2 separate regions of the Sus scrofa genome follow, and region 1 is linked to region 2. The links are chromatin contacts, called in public HiChIP or PLAC-seq maps. All regions are on one chromosome and are shown on one strand. Each heading gives the region's core, a stretch centred on a gene start, on an enhancer-like site or on the middle of the called end of the contact. The rest is flanking DNA. Distances are from core to core; before and after follow the strand shown. Region 1 overlaps FTO (fat mass and obesity associated). Region 2 overlaps LOC102165609 (a long non-coding RNA gene).

Region 1 (2,744 bases), core at 69-2,568, 990 kb after region 2:
AACAGGTTTGACTCAGTTTCAGACTTACAACTCCTCCCCGTGACTGCTGGCTATATACCTATTAGCTAAAAACAACAATGCGACAAAACTCGCTTTTGGATTAACAACCCTGTCATTTATCCTTTAAATGTTTATCTCCTTTGGTCACAATTTTATTGTAGTTAAACAGCAACTAGTGTGTGACCAAAAGCATTCAAATGCTCTGAGCACACAAAGAGCGCACTGTTCTGTTTTCCAGCTGGATGGACTTTTACTTGAGTGAACAAAAGACAAGATCCTGCTATTCTTCAAATGAAAAGGCAAGAAACAGCAAGGAAAAACATGGCACAGAAAACCTCTCTCTGGGTTCACTTTGCAAATGGTAATGAGAACAAGTGAACCAAATAGCTGCGGTTTTTTTCTCCTCCAAAAGTTTTTTAAAAATCGTGAAAAAAAATGATTACAGCATCTCTTTTTTAAGGGTTGTATTAATAATCATTTATGACCCACGATAGCAAATCTAGTGCATGTTATCTGATATAGGTAATGTTAGAGGAAGGATGGCTACATGCAAATATTATGGCCTAAAACCAATGTGTCAGGCAAAATATAAACAGCGGTCTCAGACAAGGGAACTGAAAGCAACAATGAGACTTGACATTGGCCACCTGAAATCTTGAAAATCTCCCCAAGCCCTTAAGAAAGCAGGTGAAGTTGCAGCCCTAACAATCTAAAAAAACAAAAGCTGTTGCTGCCACCAACACTGCAAAGTGGTGAGGGCTCCCTGATAGGACTCTTACAAAAGGTCCTTAAGATCAGCCCTCATTATCATTTTCCTGAATTAGCTACATTCTGTTCCAGCCTTTGTATGAACCTATCTCTCATATATCTTTCATACTAATGGATCTCTCCTGTCTTTAGTTCTTAAGTAAGTTAACATTATCATTGTCGTAGGTTGTTTTAATTTGTAGGAGTTGAAAGAAAGAAGAGTGAGGGATCTGTTGGAATTCTGACATTAATACTCAGGATGACAGAAGGAAATCTACGGGCTTGGGACTGACTTTCCTCTTCCGCACTGTGTAGAAACTGTATTATCTAGGATTAGGTTAGGCTGCAAGGGACAGAAAATCCAAAATGGCAGTGGCTTCACCAGGCTGGTAGGGGGGTTCGCGGGCTGTCCTCAGAGACTCAAGCCCCTTCCAGCTCACCTCTCTTGCTCCCCCTAAGGACTGGCCCTCACTCTCAAGATCCAAATGCAGCATTTCCACTCCAGGCAGCAGGATAAAAGCCCTGAGAGGAAAAGGGCAAAGGGCACACACCAGCTTTCTCTTAAGGAAACATCCCAGAAACTACCACAGGTGACAGCCTCTTAGTCACCCAGTCACACCTAACTGCAGAGGGGGCTGGGAAAGTCTGTTCTGTCTATTCTGGGTGGCTAATGGCCCTGAAAAGAAGGGCTTTGGGAGTTAAAGTGCAGTCATGACTACAAAGAGATTTCCTAGTTTTATAAAACTAGAAATAGTTGACAATGTCAGGCCAAAAAAAAAAATCTTCAGAGTAAGGAACTTGCAAATGCTCCCAACAGAAGAGCCACAGAAATACATGGACTTGACAACGAAGCCCTGGAACTACTCCCTATAATCTCTTGAGTACACCTCAATGATCTGGATCAGAGAGCTGAATAATCTCAGGTCCTTTTCTCCCCCAGGAGTGAGTGTCCTTGTTCCTGTGACCCCCACAGACCTGGAAGTTTCTCTCCTGGGTCATATCAACTGTCCCAATTCCTCAGCCTCGCAGCACAATCACCTCCCATCGTCAAGAATGAGAGGCCTTTCACATCCAAGGGGCAAATTTCACACAAATGACATTTGGCTGATGCCCAAAGGTGACAGGGATGAGAGCAGGATAAATAAAGAATAATGTAGAAGCCAGTTGGGGCAGCCTTTCATTATAGTCCTTTCAAGAGCTATTAATCTTGGTCATAGTCAGTCGGCTAAAAATAATTACTTCTTCTAACACATGTTGTACACACCAACTAGCAGTAGTAACGGGCCAGCCCTTTTACCCTAGGAAAGATATGGCCTCTGACTTGCCTAGAGCCATCTGAGGTAATGGCTGCACAATGTTCCAGCCCAAGTTCCTCTTCAGTCTTACCTAAGAATAATATCAAAAGAACCACCACCAGCAATATTGTCAGACTATCATCGTTAAGTTGTAGAAGTACCCCGAAGAATAAAGACTATTAGAAATATTTTACAAGAAGATTTGTCACTCCCTTTGTTTATAATGAAAGTAAATAACATTTTAAGTACTTAAGCATCATGTTTCCCCCAAAGTATTGCATTGCCGAGGTATTTAAATGAAGTGCTGATTGTCCTAATTCACCATGAATTTCCAGAGTTCCCCCCCTTAGGGTTTCTTTGAACTTGTAAGCCAGTTTAGCTAGTAGAAAAAGCTCAGGATCTGGAATTCTAGAGATGCAGCTCTGGAATCAAGCAGTTTCGTCATCTCTAAGAAGCCAACAATCTCTGAGTTTTACTGGGCTTCAGCTGTACTATGGGGACGTTTGACTCAAAAAAAGCCATGCAGTTCTTCAGAGATTCAACAGTACCATGGATGGGTTTGTATAAACCCACACTAAGTGATATCACTTAATAATTATCTTTCTAAACATAAAATTCATCAAGAGGACCTACCCAAAAGAGGGATGATAAGAGGATTCACAGCAGGGTTTCTTTGAGTCATGGACACTTCCAAACCCAATT
Region 2 (2,700 bases), core at 131-2,630:
GTGGTTATGATATGTTATAGAAATAGAATCATTCTTTAAAGGAAATAATGTTTCCTTTAAAAAATGATTCCAAATTATAGTTATAATAATACTATCATTTGGTATAAATAGTATGAAATTAGAGTTTTTGATTATTTTCATTACCCAGTTCTTTTAAGAATAAATTTAGTGGGTCTAGTCATGGGTATACAGGTGTGCACCAAAGTTGTCCCCCCTCATCAAAACAGGGGCTGCTGAATACAAGAAGATAAGAAAAGCCTATGAGAAAAAAATATCGTGCAGAATTTAGTGTTAGAGATTTAGTGAGAACGAATATTAAGTCAAAAACATGGTTGCATGACCAAGAAAAAAAAGCTGTTTCCATAGAAGGCAACTCTAACACAGCCGGCAGTAGCGTAAATGTTTCTCTGTGAATACTTTCAAAGGTGTTAAGGTGATTTTTTTTTAAACATTGTAGGAAGTAGTTTATCATTGTTTTTAAATAACATATGTGTGTTCTCCTATCACTGACTGGGCCTTGTGGGGTTTTATGTATAACCAAGAGCTGGTGTTACAGCGACTGAGAAAACACACAGATAAAATATAAAGAAAATGTTAAGCCATCCGATTCCTCTTTGTTTTTAAGCTTAGTTTTTGTTTCTATTTTTTGACCACATGTAAAGCTATTGAATTTAAAAGATGGGAGGATTAGATTTTTTTTTCCCTCCTAAGGATTAAGATAGGAGAAATCTAAACATATTTGCACATTGGTTGAGTTTTTTGCTATGTTATCAGCCAAAATTTATTACTAAGATTCATATTTATTTCTTATATATTAATGGTATTTTAATGTATTAAAACCCATACTCCTTTTATATAAAATAGGTCGGTGGAGGAGGGGTTCCCCACTCTTGAAAATATGAAGAAAACATGTCCTTTCAACAGTAATAGGTTATGGTTGATTAATTGAGAAGGTTATGCTAAATGTTCTCTAGTGGAAATGGCTGGAGTATGCTTTTCGAGAAATATATCATTCAGGAATAAAATCAATTGAAGTATTGGTAATTAAATTGTAATTCAATGAAGGAAGGAAGCGGTTGTAGGAAAGATGAAGCTAACTATTGCTGTTTTTCTCTTTAAGAGTCTACAGTTCATAATGGAGCAACTGCACTGGCTGTTGGAAGGAGAAGATTCTGAAGATAGGGAGGTAATATTATCTCTTTTAAAAAGATACTTTCCTCTGGAATCCTGCACCTTGATTACATATGAGAATTGTATCTAATAGACAGCAGTTTCTTTAAATTTGAGGTATGGAAACGATCTGATTTTCCCATGCTGAGCCTTTGAGCTGCTTCTCCTGGGGTTATGGGCTGTGTTTGGAAGAGCTGAGAAATCTCAGCTAGGCATACTCAGCACCCTTAAAATAGCTTCTTTCTGAGAATCAGGTCTGCGATGGTGGCCTACCCCGTTCTAGTAGATGTCATTTTCATTTGTGGCTGATGTGCACGCATTGCGCACATTGCTTGGCTGTCCTCATTTACCTCCCAGGCTTCGTTGCCTTCTCGGGGGACACGCTCTCTGCAGGGCGGTTGACTGCCAGCCACCACCCAGTTCTGAGTGGGAGTCTTGCTGGTTGAGGACTGGTTCCAGGGCTCTGCCAAGCAGCTGGCGGGACCCAGCCTGGGCTGCTCTAGCGCCCTGGAGGTCAGGAGCTCCCACACATGGGTGCCTTCCCTAGTTGTTAGCTCTAGGTCCCTTTCCATTTTTTGTGTAATCCTAGGCTCTGGGTAATATTTTCCCTTTCCCCTGCTAGGTTGGCTTGCTGCTTTCTTTGCAGCTGTTGCAGGGATTCACATGGAATGGAGAACTCTGTTTTATTCTAGATGAGGTCTTTGATCATTGCCCCCGCAAGCTTTTTTCGTTTTCAGAAACCTAACGTTGGTGTTAAAGAATGACTCTAAGGTTCTTGAAGAACAAAAATTTTAAATGAAAAATTTCTATCAATACAAGAAGCTTCTGTCTTTTCATGCCATGTTGCTACATGGATTATGCAAGCTAAATGAAAAACAGTCAAAAAACCCTTTTATAAAAAATGTCTAAGAATGTTTATACAGGCTTAAGTTGTATAATGGTATTTATATCTACTCTTTTTCCTTTTCTAAGAAAAAAATACACTTTTTTAGTCATCAAAAATATCTATTCCCTGAACTATATCTGTGGAGGGCTATTAATGGAATAATAAAAGGCTTCGTGATGTCTAATTATGTAATTAGAAAATTGGTAAGCAACTGTGGTGGCTAAAATCACTTTCTTCCATTAAAGAGCAAGTATATACATTTAAAAACAAAATCCTTCAGGAAAAAGACTCTTTAATCTTTAAATCAAATGATGTTTTTGGTTACTACAACAGGAAAAGGAAATACACCAATCTCAGATGCTTTTACTCATGCCTAGGTGGAGATTGGAAGCAGCTAAGGAGCCATTCACCTGAATCCTAGAAAAAAACATGGTGGTATCAAAGTGATTACTTGGAAAGCAGTTTACATTTGCAGAACAATTCAATATTATGACCTTGACCAACTTTTATACTTCATGTACTTGGGTCATTACTCCAGCTTTTAAAATAGCAGTCTGTGGTATAGCTTGTGTATGGAATGCAGGGGTATTTTTGAATTCACTGGGTCTCGCTGGTCATTCTCAAATGTGCTACAGTATTACAAA

What was found. HiChIP or PLAC-seq counts read pairs in DNA pulled down with a chosen protein or histone mark.
Region 1: a contact with region 2 is called in an H3K27ac HiChIP or PLAC-seq map of skeletal muscle, with 9 times the contacts expected there. The contact joins two enhancer-like sites. A contact is called at or near these places in 1 of 47 Hi-C or Micro-C datasets (embryonic fibroblasts) and 1 of 2 datasets of contacts at active chromatin or transcription factors (skeletal muscle).

What each region holds. Positions count from the first base shown.
Region 1 is chr6:31,512,808-31,515,551 of Sscrofa11.1, forward strand. The region is part of intron 1 of FTO (fat mass and obesity associated); the gene reads right to left. Among named protein-coding and RNA genes, the nearest start is that of FTO, 50 kb to the right of the region's middle. Within about 2 kb of position 1,319, at least 25 of the 83 cell types and tissues checked have an H3K27ac peak or open chromatin away from gene starts, as enhancers often do. A contact at or near this core is called in skeletal muscle, where this site is marked.
Region 2 is chr6:30,520,926-30,523,625 of Sscrofa11.1, forward strand. LOC102165609 (a long non-coding RNA gene) reads left to right here. Exons shown (of 9, transcript XR_002344591.1): 2 at 1,121-1,186. Among named protein-coding and RNA genes, the nearest start is that of IRX5, 7.3 kb to the left of the region's middle. Within about 2 kb of position 1,381, at least 3 of the 83 cell types and tissues checked have an H3K27ac peak or open chromatin away from gene starts, as enhancers often do. A contact at or near this core is called in skeletal muscle, where this site is marked.